2 separate regions of the Zea mays genome follow, and region 1 is linked to region 2. A link is a contact called in public Hi-C data. All regions are on one chromosome and are shown on one strand. Each heading gives the region's core, a stretch centred on a gene start, on an enhancer-like site or on the middle of the called end of the contact. The rest is flanking DNA. Distances are from core to core; before and after follow the strand shown.

Region 1 (5,931 bases), core at 2,411-4,910, 260 kb after region 2:
GGATCTTTGCTTTTATCTTTGTGCAAGTAGACCGGGTATTATGCTAAGTGTATGCATGTGTGCTAGATTTCAATTCGGCCCAAAGGAGTGTCACCTTGTGGCTGTTAAGCGAATTCTTAGATATTTGGTTTCTACACCTTGCTTCGAGATCTGGTATCCAAAGGGGTCTACCTTTGACTTAATCGGATACTCAGATTCCGACTATGCCGGGTGCAAGGTCCCTAGTGTCTGGGAGCTCTAAGAAACAAACTTCTATTGCCCTATCCACCGTTGAGGCCCAGTATGTTGTTGTAGGACAGTGTTGCGCACAACTGCTTTGGATGAGGCAAACCATCCGAAACTTTGGCTATAATCTGAGCAAAGTCCCACTCCTATGTGATAATGAGAGTGCAATCCGCTTAGCGGATAATCCTGTTGAACACAACCGCACTAAGCACATTGACATCCGGCATCACTTTTTGAGAGACCAACAGCAAAGGGGAGATATCGATATTTACCATATTAGCACCAAGCACCAGCTAGTCGATATCTTCACCAAGCCTTTAGATGAGAAAAGGTTTTGCAGGTTGCGAAGTGAGCTAAATGTCTTAGATTTGCGTAACTTGGATTGATCTATAGCATACATGTGTTCTATGCCTTTGATCATGTTACTTTAAACATTAATGTCTTTAATTGCTTATTTTTGGTGCTCAAGTTGTACAAGTCATCCCTAGACCTCTCAAGTCCCTATGCAAATGATGCACATGTTTAGGGGGAGGATGTGCTACAACTAGACTCCCTTGAGACTAACTTGTTTGTTGAGTACTCGATATACAGTCTCAAAGTTGCATTGAAAGGGAAAAGTGAACTTGGACAAAGAAAGAGCTTCCACTGCACTCCGGTATCAATGTATCTTGTCTTAAGTTCTTTGTGCTCTCATTTCCTTTTTGCGCTTATTTGACATTTTGGTGAGGCAATAGGGCCAAAAAGGTCTCCTGTTTTGGTGCTTAATGCCAAAGGGGGAGAAATTAAGGCCAAAGCAACTGGATCAGCCAACCACTTGTGTGAATTTCAAAAATTGGAGAGTTAAACTTTCTGTGTTTGGTCAAAACCCTCTTATTTGCAAAAACTGTTCTCTTATGGGGGAGAATTTCGATTATGGGAAAATGGGGGAGTTTTTTTTGGCATTTGATCAAATTTACTCTTGAAAGATCTCTCGATTTGCCAAAACGAGTGTGTTGGACTTAGAGATAGGAAAAAGAATTTGTTTTGTGAAAATAAACCAAGTGGTGGCAAAAGTGATCCAAATATGCCAAGTTTCTTGAAAAACTTATTGGTCTTTAATTTGGCACAAAGCCGCATTCTTTAGCTCTTTTTTGTTATGTTAGTTCAAAATGAGTTGTTTTTTGGGTGTTGGTATAAATCACCAAAAAGGGGAGAGATTGAAAGGAAAATGGGTCCTTAGGCCATTTCTATATTGTTTTGGTGATTATATGCACAACACACCAGGTGAGAACCAACTAATGTTGAACAAAGGTATATCTAGATGGATCAAGTATGAAGGTAAGTTCTAGACGCTTAGTCAATTGTTTTTATGTGCTAAACATACTTGTCTAAGTGCTAGGGACTCAGCTAAGTGAAGTCCAAAAGAATCAAAGGAAGACAAAGGAAGGAACGTAGAAAAGGTGCTGGACTGCGCAGCACCGAACGGTCCGGTACCACCCACCGGACAGTCCGGTGTGCATCGGACAGTCCGGTGCACGGTCAGCCCAACTCTCTGCTCTCGGGGTTTCCTGGCTACGTCGACTATAATTCACCGGACAGTCCGCACGAGGCGCCGGACAGTCCGGTGTAACAACCGTGCAACGACTACCTGCCACGTCGACCAAGGGCCAACAGTCATATGGCGCACCAGACCGTCCGATGCCCCACACCGGACCGTTCGGTGCCCCACAGAAAAGGAAACCAACCAATCAGGCGATTCTCTGTCGCGTCCTGTGCTTGTACTGTTCACTGTCCGGTGCGCCCACGGACAGAAGGCAAGAATTGCCTACCAAATGGAGCTCCAACGGCTCCTAACTGCCTTGGTGCTATAAAAGGGACCCATAGGCACATGGAGCAGACACCAAGCCTACATTGAATATCCTAAGACGCCTAGGCTCCGCAAGCACGCATCCGGATCATTGTGTTTGAGATTTGAGCACTTGTTGAGTTGTGAACTTGGTGCGCTGTGTTTGTGTGCTCGTTTCTTGACTTGTGTGCGTGTCACTGCTGTGACTCTAGCTCTTGCGTGTGTTTCTATTCCCTCTCTTACTCTTGTGGTTTTCATTGTGATCAATATTGTAAGGGTGAGAGGCTCCAACTTGTGGAGATTCCTCACAAAAGGAACATCTGCTATAAGGAAGAAAACCGTGGTATTCAAGTGGATCATTGGATCGCTTGAAAGGGGTTGAGTGCAACCCTCGTCCATTGGAACGCCACAACGTGGAAGAAGGCAAGTGTTCTACTTGGCCGAACCACGGGATAAAATCGTTGTGTCATTTGTTGTTATTCGTGTGCAATTCTCTCTGCTTCTACTCACTTGATAATTGTTCTAAGTTTAATACTCACCTTGTGAAGAGCAATTAAGTGAACAAGTCATCTCTTTCTCTCTAGACATAGCACCTTGGTTTTGATTCCACTAACATTTTATAAACCAAGTTTGTGTCATTTAGTGTTGATCCCCTCTAGGTGCTCTAAGGCGGCGGCAAGTGCGCCTGCGAGGTAGCAGTTCTGTAGCTCTGCCGGTAGTCGGTAGACCATATACGGTAGAGCTGTTTAAAAGGGGCCCTGGCCCGTATCACGGATGGGCCAATATATATGGTGGGCTTGATATGTATCGGCCCACGAGCGCAGGGCGGGGTCCGGCGGCAGGTTGGAGAAGACGCGAGGACCGAGGAAGCAGGCGTCGACTCGGGCGGCCTGGAGATCAGCGAGACGGGGCTCGGACCTCGGACTGGCAGGGGCAGTGCCTCCGCGACGGCGCGGGCCAAGGCGGCGAGCGGCGCCCCGACCCTAGTCGCCAGGCGCGCCGTCCGGACGAGAAAGGGCGGGAAGGTGAGAGTCATCCGTGCGGGGAAGGTGATGGTCGCGGCATTTATTTCACTGACTGAGTGAATGATAAAGTTATTATCGTTGTTGATCACAGTTCGTACTACCAAATGGTTAAGAAATTCTTGTAAAATTGCTGCAAGTGGGCCCTCAGTAAGAAACTCTTCTTATGCTGCAGGAAGTCGAATGTCTGACAGTTTAATCACTACATGCTATATAGTGTTATAATAATAATAAAGCCCCTTACTTTGTCATTATTTTCTATCCCTCGTCACTGCATCTAGGAGCTAACTTGTTTTTTGGCATCAAGATTATAATGGACCTATATCTAACGCAGTAGAATTCAAGTCATATTCAGAACTAGATCAAGCTGCAGAAAGTAAAATTCAAGATCGTCTCAATAGCAAAAAAGGCAGCGTGGGGGGCATGGAGGCTGAACGACTGAAGCATACGGCATGTCGCATCGCATGGTATATCTAAACAAGAAAAAGGGGGAAAGAAGCGATAGCGATAGGCCATGTGGACGTGTCACATGCTGGTCAGGTGGAAGTCAATTAGGTCATGTAAAGAAATGCAGAATGGCCATGACTCATCAGAGGGAGATGGGAAATTGCCGACCGGTGTATAATACGAAGTCTTGGACGTGGATGAGATCTGGAACTTTTTTATTCCTGCATTGCCTCAAATCTGGGGTAATTTTCCTTTTATTTTTATTTTTTTCTGGTAGGAGTACCTGGGAGTCTGGGACAGGTCAGAGGCAGCTGCTGCTGCGGATGGACACGCGACACATCCGCAGCGGCTAGCCAATGAGCGGCGACCAAGGGAGCAGGTAGTAGGCCGTGTTCTAGGCTGGCCTTTTCCATCGCTTTTCTCGCCGGTATTATTAGCGCGGATCGTTCATCGTTCGGGATTGGGGTTCTGACTCGGAACCTGATCAGTGAGTGTGGTCTTCTGAAAGCGAGCAAAGGAGGATGGGGTTCTCCTTCTTCACCTCCCGAGCCGGTGCTCGACTGCTGGACGGGATCGCGCGCCCCGGCTTCTCCACCGCCGCGCTTCTGCTCACAGCGGCCAGGTGCGAGTGCTTCCTCCGTCGCTTTCCACCAGAAACCCCCCGATTTTGCTCTCTCTCTCTCTTTTTGGAGGAGGGCGGTTGTCGCGTGATTTACTGCTCCTTTTTCTGTTCACCCATCTGTTTCTTCCCGTCCCTTTGATTTGCTCTCCTGTTCGACCATCGTCGTCAACTGTGAAGGCCATAGGATCATGTTTCTTGGGATCCATCTACTGTGTTTGGATAGGGAAAAATTCATACCTTCGGTTTGGTTCCAGTATTTCACTTTGCATATTTGGGCTGCATTTGCGAGCTGAAAGATTCGCTACCGCTCTGCAGTGGCGGAGGCCTTGTGGCGTACGCGGATTCCGCTGCAGAGAGCGCGCCGGACCCATCTCAGGATGCTCCCAGGAAGAAGGTGGTGGTTCTTGGGACTGGCTGGGCTGGGACGTCGTTCCTCAAGAACCTCGACTGCTCCAGGTATGAAGTGAAGGTCATATCGCCCCGGAACTACTTCGCGTTCACTCCTCTGCTTCCGAGTGTCACGTGTGGGACTGTCGAGCCGCGCAGCATTATTGAACCGGTACGGAGGATGTTTGAGAAGGTACTTCTTTTTTTGCCAATTGATTATGTGCTACTGTGTGCTCAATGCAATTTGGTGTGGTGTTTTGTTTATTCTCGTTGGAATGTTAGCATAAATAATGCTATTAGGTGTTGTGCTTGTATCGGTAGAATCAGCTCTAGGCCCCTGTTCCACCGCATGTATTCACATACTTGCCTCATCTTGTATTGCAATTTGCACTGAACACTTAGAGGTGTCTTGCTAACTTTATTGAATACGCAGTTATTTCTCTCTTTCTACATTTCCCAAATGGTTAGCGTGATCATAGATCGCACACCCTGTCTTCTGTTCCACAGTTCCCCATCTCAATGAACCATTGTCCCAAGTCTTCCATCTGGCTCCAATTAGACAGCGCCAAAGCTGGTGCCTCAATCCATGAAGCCACTTTTCCCCATATTATCCTAGAGAAGCAGTATTCCTGGGATAAAAAATTGTGAGAATGTCTCTAGGTTCCTAACACACAGCTGACAGAAGTGGTCGTTTGGCCACCCCTGCAGCTGCAAAAGCGCAGTTGTCCATATTCTGTTCTGAAGCATGAGCCAAGCGAAGAATCTGCACTTCATATGCAGACTTTGCCATGTACTGACCATCAGGCGAATGTAGCCAAGTGACCGTGCCTTATTGTGATTGCAGCAGGTGTATATCCTGTAGGCGCACCCATAAGGCCACAAATTCCGTGATGATCTGCTGGCTCATATTGTGATCCACATCCATCACCCACTTGTTGTCTGTCAATGCCTCCCTCACCGTTCTATTTTTCCTCAAGCTGTGTGCATACAAAGCTGGAAAAAGTGTTGGTGGCACATCTCTTTGGTCTTGACTCTTGAGTCTTGCCATGTGTTGGTTAGCTGTTCATTTGTGATACTCCCGACATCCAAAACAAGTGGGGCCTTAAAACGCATGCAGTCAGCTCAATCTGATCATAGGTATAATTTATAATGTGTACGTGTGTAGTTTGGATATATAGAAGTGATATGTGTAAACATGACATAACATTATTTCATAAATCACAATATTGCACTCTTGTGACTTGTTCAGTGTCCCTAATATGCGATGATAAAATTCAGTTGTCAAAGTGGCATAGCATTGGCATCAAAAAAATTTAAAAAAATCATTTCGTGTTTACTAAGAGTGCTTACCTCGATACCTTGTATGCCTCAGTAGTGTTCATTCACTTTCTGTGTTAGTTCAG
Region 2 (5,918 bases), core at 1,219-3,718:
CCAGAACGACAGCCTTGGGGCTGCGCCATGTCTAGCCTCGCTGACCGCCCTCACCCATGAAGTTCAATATCAAAGGCAAAAGCTAAGAATGCAATAATTCCTATGGTGTCATTTGATAGCTTGCCATGGAACAAGAAGCAAGAAAAGTACAATGAGCACAAGAAAGCCAAGAAAGACTCAGGTTACGTTGTGATTGTCACCATAAGATTATGATATGTGGGCTTACTGTAATGTGTGAACACTTGTTTGTATTTGATTCACCATCCTAAAATGAGGACTAAACTTTAGTCCCAGCAAATTTTATTTAAAAGACCTATTTTAGTTACCTGACTACATGAGATATGTATTTCTGTAAAAATCTATGAACACTATATGAGATATCAGCATGTGCCAACTGCCAACCCTTCATGTACAAATTTGTGGACGCACAGGAAGTACATGAGAAATTTCGGTTACAATGTCACACACGCACACATATTGGAGCTTTCGGAACTGTAAACAGATTAGCGTTCCTCCATAATCTGCATTTTTCTTTCTTGTAATGGTGTACAGTTGGAACACAAGTATGAGAGTCTGCTAGGAGCAATAAGTCATTCACCCCCAACTGATACCACCTGGTGTAAGGCTATCTCCAGCAGATTTCCTATCTCATCCCCTATTTCAAACTTCTCTCTGCAAACAGTGTTAAACGGTGTCATCTACAGACTACAGTTCCGCATCCCCTATTTTACACACTCTACTGGAGCAATGTTTTCAGATCGGCTGATCGCTCCTGATCGCCAGAGGGGCGATCAGCCGACAAATCACGATTAGTCGACGACCAGTCCGATGATTAACCGGGCTCTGATCGGTCAATCAGACATCTTGATCGTTCAGGGCTATAGGAACCAATCAACCTTCATATATATAACTACACGCCCATGGACATGGCTTCAGGTTCAAGCTTTCAACAAGGCAAACAGCCATTCGTGATACGCCCATGGGCATGGGCAGCAACAGGCCAACAGCCATACTACAGCATGAAGCAAATAATCACTGGAAGGATTCAGGCTTTCAACATCTAAGTAAAACTGAAAACCAACAAACATGGACATGGGCTGATGGGCAGCAACAGGCCAACAGCCATATGCATTCTTTTTCGTGTCCAGTGATATTATAGTTAATCATGATTCAACTGAGCTGACAGTTTATGCCATCGTTGGTTGCAACAATTGTAGGTTCTGTATTTTGAAGATTTTGTACCTTGTCAGATATCACAGTCCTCTTTTGATGTGTTGATGAGCACAGGCTGGCAAAGCTATGGTTTCAAGTTAAAAGGAAGTTTGCTGGGTGATGAAGGAAATGCTTTTCTTGAGTGGGATAACATGACATTTGCTCGTATTGATATTGCTATTCACACTTACCATGAATGATATCCCGTTTTCACACTGTGCACTGCATACTCTTTTGGTCATTCACAGGCCTTTTTTCCCAATGAAAGCTTCAATTTATATGTAGAAGGTGGATTTTCTGTCGATCCTTGATTTTCTCTAGCCACTGCTATGCAAGAACAGCAGGGATCTCAACAAGAAAGATACCTTGTGAGGAAGGCACTCAAGTCTGCTCTATCTCACTTGAAAGCAGACCATGCAGGAGATTTTCTTAGTTGCCATGGCCAGAGAGTATGTGCCTTCTACATATTTTTTTTTAGTTTTTTTACTACTACCACTCCCTGTCCCAAACTATAGGCCGCTTTGGTTTTTCTAGTTATATAGCTTTGTTGTGAACTCTGTCACTTTCATTCAAATTGTGAATCCCAGTTCTGTGCATTTTGGGCTGCTCGAGACCTGTATTATAGAGTTGCAGCTTCCTAGGCTCAAACCAATGTTTCCAGATCGGCTGATCGCTCCTCATGATTAGTCGAGGACCAGCCCGATTAACCGGGCTCTGATCGGTCAATCAGAAATCCTGATCGTCCAGGGCTATAGGAACCGATCAACCTTCATATATATAACTACACGCCCATGGACATGGCTTCAGGTTCAGGCTTTCAACAAGGCAAACAGCCATACGTGATACGCCCATGGACATGGGCAGCAACAGGCTGACAGCCATACTACAACATGAAGCGAATAATCACTGGAAGGTTTCAGGCTTTCAGCATCTAAGTAAAACTGAAAACCAACAAACATGGACATGGGCAGCAACAGGCCAACAGCTATACGCCCATACCTACAGAGCACACCAGAAAAAAGGGACAAGCTCTGGATTCTGGAGACTGGAGACCGTACCTGCAGGACGGCTGCTGGCGCCGCCGCGCCGGGGATGGAGGAGGGGCCGAGGGGGACGATGCCGCCGTATCCCCCGTCACCGGTAGCGCGACGCCGTCACCGGTAGCGCGACGCCGTCACCTGTTCCGCTAGGGTTCCTCCCTCGGCAGCTGGTTGCCTGGTTCGTGTCGTGTATGCCTGGGCGTTGCTTTATGTTGGCTCTTGGTTGTGCTTGTGCAGCTTCTGCTCACGTGGGAATTGGAAAAAAAGGAAGCTGGGCTGGGTCGCTGGACAAGTGAAGTGGGCCATTGGGCCGAAATTTCAATCCATCCAGCCAGGCTGATCGTTTCTAAATTAATCGGACGATCAAGCCTGATCGCGTCATTACCCTTGATCGGCACTGGCGATCAGTCGATGAATCGCCGATTAATCGTGACTAATCGAACGTTCTGAAAACACTATACTGGAGACAATCTAAGATTCCATGCTTTTTTAAGCTGAACTTATACCCGCAGGAAATGGTAGGTTTGCTTTTTGGGGCATGGAGGTCTTTTATGATTAGTCCTATGGTGTACATTGTTTGACTTCGATTAATCGTTTAAATGTATTTGGAACTCTAGATGTACATAAGCTCTAAGTTCTTGAAAGCGTGACTTTCAGAGCCCAGTGGTATATTGGTGCACCATGAATACCATCATATGCCATGAAACATGACAGCATCCTTATGTTAAGCAATTCCAACATATTATTTCCTGTCAAGCTTATGAGAACATCTACCTGTTTTTTTAATATGAGAACTTGATTTGGGTGACCAAGGCAACTTGTTGATTGAATAAAGAAATGGCCATATGAAATGAAATTAATGAGAAACAAAAAGTGAAAGGGAAATAGGGTCAAACATTTTCCTATAAATAAATTTGGTGGTTGAAATGCCCAACATAAATATTGGACTAACTAGTTTGCTCTATATTATATGTTCTACAGGTGCATAAAGGTTCAACACAAACCAATAGAAGATTAAAGATAGGGTTCAAATTCAAAGGAGCAAGAACCTTGAGACTGCCCTGGTCTGGCGCACCGGACTGTCCAGTGTGTCACCGGACAGTGTCCGGTGCACCAGGTCTGTACCAGAGTGAACTCGGCACTCTCGGGTTTTTCCAGCGCTGCTCCGCTATAATTTACCGGACTGTCTGGTGTGCCACCGGACTGTCCAGTGCACCAGCGAAGCAATGGCTCTTCGGCGCAATGGTCGACTGCAAAAGCCGCTGACTCCGCGAACAGTGGTGAACAGTACGCGCAGAGTCAGAGCGCAGAAGTCAGAGGGGCACCGGACTGTGAACAGTGTCTGTCCGGTGTGACACCGGACTGTCCGGTGCCGCATGAAGACAAAGCTCCAACGGTCGTCTGCTCCAGAACCCTAACGGTTGGGTGACGTGGCTGGCGCACCGGATAGTCCGGTAGCGCGCATCGACAACAGCCTACCCCAACGATTGTTTTGGTGGGTGAGGGCTATAAATACCCCTCAACCACCACCACTCCAACCATCCAATCATTCAGCACTCCTCATTCAATAGAAGAGCAAAGTGCAATACTCCAAGACATAAATCAAAGCCACCGATCCAATCAAAGTCCCCAATTCAATTCTAGTGCTTTAGGACTTGTGAGAGGATCGTTCTTATGTTTCTTTGTTGCTCTTGTCGCTTGGTTGGCTTTCTTCCTTCCTCATTCGTGTTCATAAGTGTTTTGTAAGCAAGGCAAGAGACACCAATTGTGTGGTGGTCCTTGCGGGGTCTAAGTGATCCGTGAGAAGTAAAGAAGAAAGCTCACTTGGTCTAAGTGACCGTTTGACAGAGGGAAAGGGTTGAAAGAGATCCGGTCTTTGTGACCACCTCAACGGGGACTAGGTTCTTTAGAACCGAACCTCGGTAAAACAAATCACCGTGTTCACTTTGTTGAGCACTAAAAAGAGTGCCGGACGGTCCGGCCCTGAGGCCGGACGGTCCACGCAAGCGCAGAACAAATTAGGGTTCCTAATTTCTTGCTATGTTTGTTGACGAGAATCTCGAGATTAGCTCGAAATTTTGTTGGTAACGGGTCCAGCCCCCCTCCTCTATAAAAGCAGAAGAATACAGCCGATTTAATCAATCAATCGAACCTTCAATCAATACAATTTACATTTATTCTTAGGAGTAGTTCTAGTCTAGTTCTAGGTTAGTCTTCCAATCCCCAAATCCTCTGCTTCTCTTCGACTCTATGTCGATTAGAGGAGTCTAGGTCGGTCTACCCGAGCCTAGACACCACCTAGGATCTCTCCTCCCCAACGGGGTCCCTCCCGGGAGCGAGATTCAGGCGCCGCCGGCGATCTTTCGCCGCCCCTGCGCACGCGCGGACCGTCCAGCCCTAGGGCACGGACCGTCCGGCCGTCAGGCAGGAAACCCTAGCCTCGCGCTAGGCCACGGATCGTTCGCCCCTGTGCAGAGAGCACCGTCGTTGGTTCGTGTTGAGTGATTGGCGCCCCAAAAAGGTGTCAACATACTTTTTGGCGACTCCGTTGGGGAACACACATCTAGACCTATCAAATCGACCCTCAATGGTCGGTTCAAGGGATAGTTCTAAAGTCTCCCCCAGCAATATTATAGAGCCGACTTGGGAAACCTTGCCGGCTGACGAATAGCTCCAGTTCGAGGAGCACAAGGAGCAACTGATTCAAGAGGCAAAGGCGAAGTTCCTAGCTAACTTCAAGGTGGACAGGAACAATAAAGTCGTCCGACAACGGGCGACGGATCCGGCTTCACTCCGACCCACACCAGATATCCCCAACGTAAGTAACACAAATGAGCTACAATCTCTTAAGAATTATGTAGATGAACAGCGAGAACAAATGCAAAATATCATAGGGGTATGCAAAATGATTATAGGAGACTAGTACGTGCATTTGATAAATCTACCATTGCAAAATTTCCTTCGCGCAAGGTTGAATTAGGGGGGAAACACACGTAACACATCGACTATAGGTTGTCACGACCAGTCACAACCCCTTTATGGGATGCCGATGGACACATACCCTGAGCAACCGCAAATCGGCAGTAGATCAGCCGATCTGCACATGCCCAGACCGTCCGCACGTGAGCGCGGACCGTCCGGGCCAGCAACGGTTGGGCCCATTTTTAATGAATTACCAACACATGTGCCCGAGCCACATCATATTGCGCAGAATTTAAACTACCCAGTCGGACCGTCCGCATACAGCGACGGATGGTCCGCATATAATCACGGACGGTCCGGGTACATGTCCGGACAGTCCACGCATGAGTTTTTTAAGGAGGATTGTTACCTGAATCCTCGCCCGTCCCAGCAACACTTCCCATCACACTATGCGATGCATCAACCCATTAATACAAAATCCCGAGCCCAAGAAAGCTTTTTGGCCCAGCCTAGAAGGCTGGAAAGGAACAATCAATCCTATGAGTCATATAGGGTAAATGGCAATGCACCACATAGCTCAAACCAATGGGGGAAAGACAACACGCTAATATCCAGCCAACCCCACCTATGTTTGACCAGAGAGCCGGTGGTCTTGCACCGGCTGCCATCGATATAGTGAGGGAAGAAATAGCCAGGGCGTTCCGAGATAAACTCGGAGTAAGCATGGTCCCTGGGGGGACAATC

Evidence for each region. A called contact is a pair of places that touch in the nucleus more often than the background predicts.
Region 1: a contact with region 2 is called in a Hi-C map of ear, with 4 times the contacts expected there. The contact joins the promoter of LOC103629626 here to the promoter of LOC100383604 in region 2. A contact is called at or near these places in 7 of 25 Hi-C or Micro-C datasets (ear, endosperm, leaf and 2 more).

Annotation. Positions count from the first base shown.
Region 1 is chr6:99,110,849-99,116,779 of Zm-B73-REFERENCE-NAM-5.0, forward strand. It overlaps LOC103629626 (external alternative NAD(P)H-ubiquinone oxidoreductase B1, mitochondrial), which reads left to right and starts at 3,661. Exons shown (of 9, transcript XR_004850222.1): 1 at 3,661-4,141; 2 at 4,457-4,721.
Region 2 is chr6:98,853,439-98,859,356 of Zm-B73-REFERENCE-NAM-5.0, forward strand. It overlaps LOC100383604, which reads right to left and starts at 2,469. Exons shown (of 4, transcript NM_001176252.1): 1 at 2,271-2,469.